Linked DNA regions of Arabidopsis thaliana: region 1 is linked to region 2. The links are chromatin contacts, called in public capture Hi-C maps. All regions are on one chromosome and are shown on one strand. Each heading gives the region's core, a stretch centred on a gene start, on an enhancer-like site or on the middle of the called end of the contact. The rest is flanking DNA. Distances are from core to core; before and after follow the strand shown.

Region 1 (6,140 bases), core at 2,520-5,019, 150 kb before region 2:
TGAATTGAGGTTTAACTTTACTGAATTGTATTAGGGTTTTTGTTAATTGATTGTGTTTTCACAAATTTTGTGTTGTTTTGTTTAGTCTACGATTCATAGCTTTGGATCAATTGTGTTTCGTTTTCGTTGGAGATCTTTGAAAAGAAAGATTGTACATTTGAAAGCTTGAATTTTACTTGATGAGACTACTTTATATCCATATCATTCGTTTTGATTGTGTGTGTGTGGGTGGTGTAGAAGAAGAGTTTTGGTCAAGGGAAACGAAGGATGAATGCTCGAACAAGCATGGCTCAGCGAGAAGATGTTATCCGTAGAACCGTCTACGTCTCTGATCTCGATCAACAGGTTGAAAGTTTACACTTTTTATCTCTTCTATGATTGTCCTCAAGACCTTTTTTTCATTGTTGACGTTTTCTTTGTGTGGTTTGGGTGTTATAGGTCACTGAAGAGCAGCTTGCTGGTTTGTTTGTGAGCTGTGGACAGGTTGAAAATATTTTCTTGAAGCTCTCATCTATGAACTCCATCATTGTGCTTGGTTGTGTGTCTTACTGTGTTTGGTTTTAACAGGTTGTTGACTGTCGCATATGCGGTGACCCAAACTCGGTCCTTCGGTTTGCATTCATAGAGTTCACTGATGAAGGTATTATTTCATTTTCTCGGTTCTGGAGTATCATCAGTGTACTACAGTGGTTAAATGTCTTGTGGTTTTGTTTTCAGAGGGTGCGATGACTGCTCTAAATTTATCGGGGACTATGTTGGGATTCTATCCTGTGAAAGTTTTACCATCCAAAACAGCTATAGCACCGGTTAACCCGACATTTTTGCCTAGGGTGAGATTTTCCTCTACTATGCAAAGTTTCTGATGGTTAGCGACTGAGGAAAATGATTTAGTCTTGTCTATGCAGACTGAAGATGAGCGTGAGATGTGTGCAAGAACTATCTACTGTACTAACATAGACAAGAAGGTGACTCTCTTGAATCATTTCTCTTAACTTAACCGTACTTGATGAAGTATCTCCCTTTCACACTTGTGTATAAATTGCTTATAGGTGACTCAATCAGACGTGAAGATCTTTTTTGAGTCCTTCTGCGGAGAGGTGAACAATGTTGTAGTTGCTAAGAATGCAACAAAGTTGTTATTCTTTTGTGCAATAATTCACTAATTAGATTGTTGTTAATACAGGTTTATCGCCTGAGGCTGCTTGGAGATTATCAACACTCGACTCGTATTGCTTTTGTAGAGTTCGTAATGGTAATAATCGAACACACCTCCACACATTTCTTTGAGTCATATTCTGAGTAGTCTTTCTTTATATCTTCACAGGCGGAAAGCGCAATAGCTGCTCTCAACTGCAGTGGAGTTGTTCTTGGTTCTTTACCTATAAGGTCAGTGAAACAAAACCGATCTTCACGACACAAATTCGTTCTCTTTTTCGGTTTTATGACGGTTTGTTATTCTACAGGGTGAGTCCTTCAAAGACGCCTGTTCGTCCGAGATCACCGAGGCATCCAATGCATTGATCTTAGCTTTACAGGTTTTCACATATCTCATGTCTCCGCAATATATATATCGCTGTGTCGTCTTAAAAACAGCATTACACAGACATGTAAAGATGTTTGTCTGCATCTCTCATCTCTTGTTTTCGAAATGTAACTCTGGGATCTGATGATGCTTCTTTCTTCTTCCTTTACCTGAGAATCTTTTGGGTAAAAAAAACCTCGTAGAGAGTTTTTATTTATCTCTTAAAAAGAAAAGAGCTTAAAACATATCACACATCCAGAAGTTACTTCGTACAGTTACAATTTTACAATCGTGTGTTATTGGTTTCGAAGAAAGTCAAAACTGATTTCTTTTCTTTTTTTTTGTCGGAATAAAAAATTGATTTATGACAAAAAGAGTTTGGATCAAATTTGATGTTCTTAGTTTTGTCCGAAGGACAACAGAAGCGGTTGTGTTGTTGTAATATGGAGATCAAAAAACAGGTCAACTTAGAACAGCTGTTTTTGTCAGTTCTTAATATCTAAAAAGTCAACTTTGGAAATTTCGAGAGATAATATAATTAAAAAAATGTTTTGGTGGTTTTCTTAATTTGTGACGTCATCAAGTACGAAATGCGGTCTAGGTACAACGGTGGTTACTCAATGTTTGTGCTTTTCGAGACTGAGTTTTTACTTTCTAGTTTGTAGTGTGTTATTTTTGTTTTATAGGCAATGTATGAAGCTACCATTTACAATCTTTTTGTACATATATGGGATTTTTTTTTTTTTTACAACAATTGAACAAAATATGAATGAGAGTTTATGAGGTTTTAAAGTACATCTTCATTATGAAATTTTTTTCAAGTATTCATCCAAACATTATTGAGATAGATACAAGACATTCGTCGTTTTAAATATTGTACGATTCCAATTCACCTACTCGATTTTCGGTGGTTAAACAATCCAATTTGAATTTTATAAACTTCCTAATGTTTTTTATGTATTATTAAACAAAATATTAAAATCACTATAGACTTTTATTTACGGAATAAAATCACTATATATTATCTTAAGAAAAGGTTTAGAAGCAGTAACTATTAAAAAAGACCTATTATTATCAAACAAATTGAAAAATAAAGGTTAAGAAAAAAACATTTTGATAAAAAAAACCTTTAAGAATAATGTTTCTTATTCGTCTTTTCTTAAAGCAATTTTTTCCCCTTTTTTTTTGTTGGTCTCGGCTGAAGCCCCTAGGACATTCGTGCGTATGTTCTAAAATATACACTTATCAAAAGATGTTGAATGTGTTAGGTGTTGAATGCATTAAACGGTTCGGTTTTGTCTCCAATTTATTTTTTAGATTGTTAGAATTTGTGGATATTTTGAACTTATTAAACTTTAAAAATACTTAAAACCCAAGAAATGTCTGCGTATTTGACGGCAAGATCAAATTACTGTGTTCAAAAACTCACAAGTCCTTGCTCCCTAATTCCTATAAACGATGCTCATATTAATTTCGCTACCCCTACGGTTAGTTAGAAGATCCACGCAAAATGTGTTTTTCCACATTAACAGAGACCATTTCTATTCAAATTTTAATCTTTTCTTTTCAAATAATTATGCTTGGTTTTGAGACTAAAATAAATTTAATTGAATGAGCTTTCAACCGTTTTCACATGAAAGCTTGTTTAATTGTTTTAGAACACCGGATATTTAAGTTTCCTCGAATATTTAACGAATTTCGGAAGAGGATATGCTTTTTGGAAAAAAGTGGCAAGTCTCACTATATATCTTACACTAAAATAGAATACTAATAATAAGATTAAAAAGAGATGAATACATTGGAGATGTTCTAAAGCATTCGAGCTAAAATTTAAGTGTTTTATGCACCGAGTTTACGTATTTGATTCTAAATCCGATATTACAATGCAACCACACGAGGGTTTACTGGTTTAAGGCTTTATACTATTGGTGCACACACATTACACATCATCACCATTTTCTAGTCATTTCTATCACCAGACTCTGTCCATTTTGTGATTGGTGTGCCATTGAAAGCCATTTAATATCAAGTAAGTAGTCCCCGCCAAAACCTACCACTTATTTTCTCCACCATACATTACCAAATTTTGCAATTATTGTATTTTATTTTAATGAAAATCTATCCAGTTTCATTGACGTTTAAAACACACAATATTTTTAGAACAATGTACATAAATTTGACGTGACGTTGTCTAAATCACGAAGATTGGCGGTATTCAATGACGGTCTTTAATGCTAGGAGTTCACAAATCTTATGTGAAGATAGTATAGTTTAAATTTTTGCATGAAATATAAAGTTAGTTGGAGCACAAACAAAATTTAAGATACCATCGATTTTTCGGTCGTTTATCAGCCGGTGACTGGAGCGCCGAATTTGAGATTCGCATTACGATGGTTTATGTAAAGAGATTGGTTATATCAATCTTATCAAACCCACCTCTCTCGGGATTATTGACTCGATTTGGATATTTATACATGTGACTATATTTAGACATACATAGATCTCAGTCCTGTATATATAGAGCTACATTCATAAAAGAAAGATCTAACATAACAAAAGGAAAAAAGCATCAAGAACATGGCGGAGACTCAAGGAAAGGTCATCACTTGTAAAGGTAAGTAAATGACTCACCAATGAGATGGTTTCCTATCATTATGCTGTTGATGCATATGATGATGATGATGATGATTATGATAGTAATGATGCATGTATGTGATGCATGTAGCTGCTGTCGTATGGGGTCCAAAAGTGCCGCTTGTAATTCAAGAAATATGCGTCGATCCTCCTCAGAAAATGGAAGTCCGTGTTAAAATTCTTTACTCCTCCATTTGCCACACCGATCTCGGATGTTGGAACGGCACGGTACTCATGGATATATACTCGAATCAGTACAAAAATTGCAATGTTTCTTGATTGTAATCTAATCAAAAATATGTTATTTTTGGTGTGTAAAAGAACGAAGCTGAACGAGCATTTCCAAGGATTCTTGGCCATGAAGCTGTCGGGTATATCCCGATATCTAAACCCTTTTATAACCGCCTATGAGTGTCGCTAACTAAATATGTTTTCTATGTTTCGGTTATATGTTTGATAGGATTGTAGAGAGTGTTGGAGAAGGAGTAAAAGATGTGAAAGAAGGAGACTACGTGATTCCGACTTTCAATGGAGAATGTGGTGAATGTAAAGTGTGTAAGAGAGAAGAAAGTAATCTCTGTGAGCGATATCATGTGGATCCTATGAAGAGGGTGATGGTGAATGATGGAGGGACGAGATTCTCAACCACCATAAACAAGGACGGTGGTTCGAGCCAAAGCCAACCTATATATCACTTCCTTAACACCTCCACGTTCACCGAATACACTGTCTTGGACTCGGCTTGCGTCGTCAAGATCGATCCTAATTCTCCTCTCAAGCAAATGAGCCTCTTGAGTTGTGGTGTCTCAACTGGTTAGTTACTAATTTACTCGTATATAGCAATTGGATTCTTGGATTTTTGTCCATATAGTCTTGAACATCGAGAACTTGCTATTTGTTTTAGAAATGATATATTATCATATCCTTTGTGGGAGATAACATAGTGAGTTTTGGGACTAGCTAGGGAATAAAGGAGAAGATAGGACCTTGGTTTCAAAAACACATTTAATTCTCCTTTCAAAAACGCAGTTATTTCAATTTGTCTCTGTAACAGTAAATTTTAATTTACTGTTACATATTGTCGTGGTCCATTGACCACCTCAAGTATATACATAAGTGGTAAAAATAAGAAGCATGCATAGTTTCATGAGGTGTTTCCTTCTTAATGTTACGACGTCGTTTTGAAAAATAGGGGTTGGAGCAGCTTGGAACATTGCAAATGTGAAGGAAGGAAAAAGCACTGCTGTCTTTGGATTGGGTTCCGTTGGACTCGCTGTAAGATTAAACTTCATTAATCCATTTATGCATCCAAAGTATGATAAAAATTAATTTTTCACTTATATATATGAAGTGAAAATGATATATTTATTTCATGAATGAGAACTGAAGGTTGCTGAAGGTGCAAGAGCTAGAGGAGCTTCTAGGATCATTGGTGTTGATGCTAATGCTTCCAAATTTGAGAAAGGTACGTTACTTTCTTTTTCACCAATGCTTCGATTGCGCTCTCGCTCTTTTTCTACATACTAAGGTTGATATGGGGAAAATAAAACCAAATTTCCCAAACTCTTTTCCACTTATCTAATTAAGCATCTCGAAAAGTAGTGAAGCAAATAACTTAAGAATGCGAATGCAATAGTTTAATTTCCAACTTTCCAATTATACGCCATAATGGAACATAAACAAAATGATATTTTTCAGGACCAAATGGACTGATTATAAGGTTTACTAGATTTTGTGGAGCGTACCAATCTACGACTATGTCCATATAATTACCATATTACTCCAATCAAATATTGCAGGTAAACTGATGGGAGTAACAGATTTCATAAACCCTAAAGACTTAACTAAGCCAGTACATCAGGTAATATACCAATTTTCTTATAACAAAAAAATATCAATAATTGTAAAAAAAATAAAAAAATTGTTAACTAAAATTTTTAACCATTGCGAATTTGCGATGGATCAATATACAAAAAGATGATAC
Region 2 (6,321 bases), core at 3,073-5,572:
CTTTACATGGAATTTTTTGTGTGTGTTCCCAAACAGTGCTCATTTTATTCCACAATTGTAATGGAGAAGATGATTGCTTTTAAAGAACTTCCTTTATTTTTTCCTATGATAGGTAAGATCAACTGATCATAGTAACATGACACATTTTCCATTTGGCTTCTTTTAAAAGTTAAAAACATAATTTTTAGAAATCAAATGTCATTGTCTAACTCTATCATTTCGACCAAGAACATGCACCTATAATCTTTTTGTAGTATGTGTCTTTATGTGGATCCATACACTCTTTTTCCCCACAAATCTGATCAATGGCAATAAAAACTACCCTGAAATTGATTTCACCATCTATATAATCAAAACGAAAATGAATTTCGAAGCGTATTTATTAGAAACTTATTTTATACGAATTAAAAATTGAAAACAGTGTTTTTGGTATCTGTAACCCTTAAGCTCGGCATGTTAAGAACCCACTAAATATTGTTTACTCAATTTAGTTATACTTTGTATTGTTTGGAATTTTTGTATAAATCTAACAGAAATTCTGTTTAAGGAAAAAAAATCTTGGGAATCTTTTTCCCCCAACGAAATGCCCATTTATAATATAGTAGTTCTATTTGATCAAAACAAAAATATATAGTAGTTCTATAAAGCAGTAAACTAATTCACTGGCTAATCGAATATTTACTAGTTAATTAATGTCTAAACGACCTAATTTATCAACTAAAAGGTTACTGACTGGTCACTCATGTCGATTACTAGTCGATTATATTTTTTACCGGCTTGCTTAACTCATAATCATGTACTAGTATTTTACTTGTTTTGAATAAACGAAAGTCATAGAATAGTTGTGGTGAAAGTGAAACTCTCTTTTCATTTCTTTTTTTGTGCAATGTACTAAATAAAAAAGTAAATGTCGATCGACTCGCATATTTAAGAACCAAGACACTGATAACTAAATAATTGAAAAACTACTTGGTTGCAGAATTTACACGTATAAATGCATATGTACCATCCTGTTCAAGTCTGTTTTTTTGTCTGTTTTCAATTCGATATTAATTCTTAATGATTTTGATATTTCGTTTTTCTGGTCCACACTAGGGAAAATTGAAAACAAAAGCTGAAAAATCGAAATCTTAGGAAAGGAAAAAAGGAAGAGAAAGTAATGTCAACGTCATTGATTTAAAGTAACATTAACAGAACAAAATTCATTTGAACAAAAAAAAAAAAAATATATATATATATATATATATATATATATATTCACCAGAGACATGAATTAAACAAAGAGAAAGTATAGAAAGTTGAAGGCATGCTTGCGTTTAGTTAGGTTGTACATAGACGATATATTGTCGGTAGAAATCTCTACATGTTGATCCCAAAAAACCACTGATCATATATATATTTGTATATTATCGTCCTTGTGATATTCTAGTCATGACCTAGCTTGTTATACATTTGTGTTTTGAAAATTAACTTTTACAAAAATGATAGAGATTCTTTACAATTAGTAATATGATTTTAAGTTTGAGTGATGAAGAACTGGTAGTGCTGTAATTTATAAGTATAGTAATGGTTTATATATATGCCTTTGCCCAAAAATATTAAGAGTTTAATAATGTCCTCTCTCGAAATGAAAACTATGCGTTTCCAGAAACAAGGTGTGTGTTACCAAATGCAACTATTGTTTTACAAATGAACTTAAAATTTAAGCCACGCCACTATGACATAAATAGTTCTGTTTTTAAACTGTCTGTTATGCTATAGTTTTCTAATAATAAAAAGTTAGTTGTTTTTAATCATGGGATTTATCATTTAAATAAATATATGTTCTGTGTTCAAAACAATAAAAATAAATAAACGTTCTAATTTAACATAAACTAGATTCTGACCCCGCATATGTGCGGGTTTTATATTTTAAAAAATGTATTGGAATATATTTTTAGTGAAAGATATTGTAGTGTGTAAATTATAATATGCATAGAAAAATTGTATAGTGTTATTTATGATACAATAACTAAATTTTTTATTAATTTATATTATTTATATTTCATTTGTGTTTTGCATAGTAAATCGAATGTTAGATTTGTTTCTATTTGCGGAATAATATAGAGATATTTGGAAAATCTGTGTATTTTTGTTAGTTTGATGTATATACAAATTAATTGATTTTGTTTGAAATTTGATCAATTAGATGATATAATGTAAACTTTACTCCGCGGTACACCGTTGTTCGATTTTTTTGTAACTAAAAATTCGAATTTTAAGTTATAGTTGTTTTGTAAATATTGTTTCTTTTGTTTAGTGTTTAAGATTGTATAATTGTGTTAAAATTGTTAATTCTAAGATTACACTCGTAGATTATCATCCCGTATGAGTATCAACCCAAACTCGTTCCACCAGATAACTTCATTTCGTAAAATTAAATAATATTTTTATTATTTTAAATATTCTTATTGTAATATATTAAAAATCAAGGGATTGACCTGTGGTAGATCTTGGATTAATATATTTAAAAATAATTTGTGATTTATAAATTTATGATATTGAAGTATATAAAACCGATATTTAATGTATACCTTTCAATAATTATATAAAGTATATTTTAAAAGTCAAAATTTGTATAAATTGATATTGCAACCTCATGAAATCGTAGTGATTTACACGTAGGGTACCACAAGCTAATTTTTATTTTATTTTTAATAAACTGATAAATTTGTTGATTTTAGTTAAAATTAAAACATAAATTAAGTTATATTTGTTTTGTTTATTGTTTCAGATTGTATAACTATATTTTGATTGTTAATTCCATAATTTTATCTGTTGTATAATATTGACCAACACCCGGCTAGTTTTTTGTAATCTAATGTTGACCCTGAAAGAAAAATCTATAAGCATACGCATAAATGGATAGTAAAATTAGGAGATAAATATCATTAGAACATGAAGTAATTTACATATGAATCTCTATCTATTTTTTTAAGGAATCAATATTCTAGATTGATTGTGAGGCAATATGAATGTATGCATAACATTTATAAGAGATAGATTGTACATAAAATTAGATTTTAATTTGGATTCAATTTTAGCTTTACTGGAAAAAAACTAATCTGAATTACATATTTTAAATTTAGGATAACGAAAATATTTTTTTTTAAAGCTAAAATTAGATCTCAACGATTTTGGTATGTTTTTAAATTAAACTTATCCTTATACATTATCGCAAATATGGTAGTCATTATTGTTCGAATACAATTAATGATCTGCCAAAAAAATCATATTAGTGATGGTTCTCATTTTGAATATTTGCATTAAAATTTTTAAATATTGGTATTTAAACTTTGTTTTACTATTTAAAAATAAATAAATAATTTAATCTAGTATAATGAATATTTCAAAAGCTTGTAACTATTATAATACGTTTAAAAATATATTTTCTTTTATATAATTCAAATTTAGCTTAGTGATATATTTTTAAAATAATGAAAATTACTTGTTTTAAAAAAAAAGTACTTTAAACGTTTATATCATTTAAATTCTAATTAAAATATTAAATATATACTGAAACCATTTTCTAGATAATTACAAATCTAAAATCCAAAAATTTTCTTAATTTATTGATTTAAATCATTTTTTAAAAAAGAAAAATTGAAGATATTTATTTAGTTGGAGTAGTTGTTAATTTACTAAATTACCCATGCAAAAATATTCATTTAGTTAGTTTTAAACTACCCTTACAATGTTGTAGTTCACACAATGCTTCCCAATTAATAGTATACATGTGTGATCACGAGTGTTCAACATAAAATATAATGTAACTTCAGGAATAGAAAGATATTCTTTTTTCTTTTAGAATTTGAAATCTAAATTGGATATAAGAAATTATTCGAACCTTCAATTTTTTCAGTCTATACGTACTTATTTAATTTAATGTGGTACCTCTTTTTTCTAACAACAAATATTTTGGGATTTTCCGTTGTAGTGAAATTTATAGAATCATTAATTAAATCTATTTCTACCAAACGTTTAAGTTTTGCTACGAAAATAAATAAATAAATATCCTCCGACCATCAGCCTCAGCCACATCCCCAAGTTTCGAAAGCACAAGAAGCCTTTCAGCGCCAGAGAAAACAAAATTATTGGGTGGAAAATGCAAATATTGATTTCCTAAATAATTAAAATTGTGCTTTTGAGCTTTTTTTTTCATCGTGCTAAAGTATTTTTTCAGAAACAAAACAATTAAAAATAGATATTGGGCATGTGAGTGTCCCATGTAAAATCAGAACCGTTCAAATCATCTTCCAAACTTCTATTTATTCTCAACATTCTCTTCTCTACAACACCCAAGCTTGAACTTGCTTTCTGCTTCTTCCTTCTTCGTCCTTTGTTTTAATTCTCTCATATCACTTACGAAAAGAAGAAAGAAAAAAAACACCAAAACTAAAGAGAAATTTCGTTATCACTCTCTTGCCAAAACTCACATACATATAATCATATATCATCGCAAAATGTCTTGCCTAGAGATTTATAACAAAGACGTAAGTAATATTTAAGCTTGTCCCTTCAATTGTTTCTTTATTTTCTTTGATATATTAATCAGAGTTTGAAGTAATGGACCTTTGCTTTTCTTCCTTATAAGATTTTGATTATCTGATTAAGGCTCTTGTTTCTTGAATTTCATATGTGACTACAAAAGGAAATATTTTCTTTTTAAGTTACTCATTGTTATAGTAAAAACTTTCTAAGCTTTTGGTGGCTCAAGAAGAGCATGATCAAAAGGACATGCTTAGTGCAATGGAAAGTCACGATCTTTATGTGCAAAAACTTAGCTCAACATCTTTTCTTTTTCTTCAAATTTCTTTTTAATACACCATACTTTTTAATTAATTAGCTCTATTATATCTAATCTTCTTAATTTAAATATATAGATGTAAGTATTTTTCCGTTTAGTGCTGTCATTGAAAGTTGAGAATGATTCCAAATGATCTTGAAAATTGTGTATACGAAACGAGAATTACGTGCCAATACAAAAAGTAAGAGTTAAAAAAAAAAAACGTTTTTAGTTTTTGGTTAAGTTCCGGAAAATACAAAACTATCGAACTCATGAATCTTCTCCATATCAAGAGCACAAAAGGTTGTAGAGACTAGTAGATAATTAGGCATATAAAGCATCTTTCTATATATTTATAGATAAATTGATGTGTGTGTATCAGTTAATTAAATTTAACTAAATGAAAATGCAGACGATGAAGAAGAAAGAAGGAGAAGAAGAAACAAGAGATGGGACAGTGGATTACTATGGTCGTCCCTCTATTCGTTCTAACTCAGGCCAATGGGTTGCTGGCATCGTCATTCTTCGTATGTCTCTCTTCCCTAATCAAAATTACAATTTAACTATATATCAAATTGAAATAAATATATAGTTTTGCTAAGAAATCAACTCTAGAATATAAACCAAAGCGGAGGAAAATATATGATCGACACCTTAAAACATAGAATCTTTTATTTTATTTTATTTTGTTCTTCACGTCCTTTTCTCAAAGATACCACATGCAAACTCATAGCATCTTTGCATAAGGTATATTCAGTGCCGGTCCCTATATAATTCATGGATTCAAATCATTAGTATGGCTTAATACATGATTTGTATATTTCTACACACATGTTTACATTATTTTGTATATAAAATTATGTGTAGCGTATAAATTGAGATATATATCCCGACAAAAAAACGTATGAATTGAACTGACAAGGGAAAAAAACTAGATACCGATATGATGTATATCTAAAAGTGTGTAGATTGATTGATATGCATACTTATCTTTGAGGTAATAAGTTATCAGAAACTAGGAAAGTGACAATAGAACCAACATTAATAACTAGAATTAACTTCGAATTTTACGTGAACGTGTCAAGACATATCCATGTGTTCGAACGTACGCTGCATGTTTTGGTAGAAAAACCCCAACCACATGACAAATGCATATAATTTTTTGTTGTATAACGGACGCATCATTAATGAATTTCCAGACTTATCTAGTAAATTTCCCATAAATTCTTGCTATTTTTTATTTATTAATTATAGGGATCCCAACAATTATAGTACTTATGTAAAGCAAAAAGAATACTTATGATGAAAAATAGTTATTATATAATAAACATATGTGTACTTTTCAATCATTTTCTCCAAAAAACAAAATACTAATAATTCAAACGCAACTAATGTGATGTAAGAGATCTGAATGATTGAGTGTTTTTGTTAAAATTAATGGATCTAGTTTGTCATTTAGAAAATAACTGAAAGTGAAAACATTCAGATTTGTAAGT

Evidence for each region. Capture Hi-C pulls out chosen DNA fragments and counts their contacts.
Region 1: a contact with region 2 is called in a capture Hi-C map of seedling, with 2.7 times the contacts expected there. The contact joins the promoter of AT1G32780 here to the promoter of NRT1.5 in region 2.

What each region holds. Positions count from the first base shown.
Region 1 is chr1:11,870,555-11,876,694 of TAIR10.1, reverse strand. AT1G32780 (GroES-like zinc-binding dehydrogenase family protein) reads left to right here and starts at 3,769. Exons shown (of 10, transcript NM_103012.4): 1 at 3,769-4,136; 2 at 4,248-4,384; 3 at 4,478-4,527; 4 at 4,617-4,969; 5 at 5,349-5,431; 6 at 5,546-5,621; 7 at 5,956-6,017; 8 at 6,134-6,140. The coding sequence starts at 4,100. It overlaps AT1G06617 (a long non-coding RNA gene), which reads right to left and starts at 3,421. Exons shown (of 1, transcript NR_139117.1): 1 at 3,215-3,421. It overlaps CID11 (CTC-interacting domain 11), which reads left to right. Exons shown (of 10, transcript NM_103013.3): 2 at 238-345; 3 at 439-483; 4 at 568-640; 5 at 718-830; 6 at 906-965; 7 at 1,050-1,097; 8 at 1,184-1,252; 9 at 1,325-1,386; 10 at 1,464-2,177. The coding sequence ends at 1,521.
Region 2 is chr1:11,717,989-11,724,309 of TAIR10.1, reverse strand. It overlaps NRT1.5 (nitrate transporter 1.5), which reads left to right and starts at 4,322. Exons shown (of 6, transcript NM_102980.4): 1 at 4,322-4,532; 2 at 5,238-5,352. The coding sequence starts at 4,503.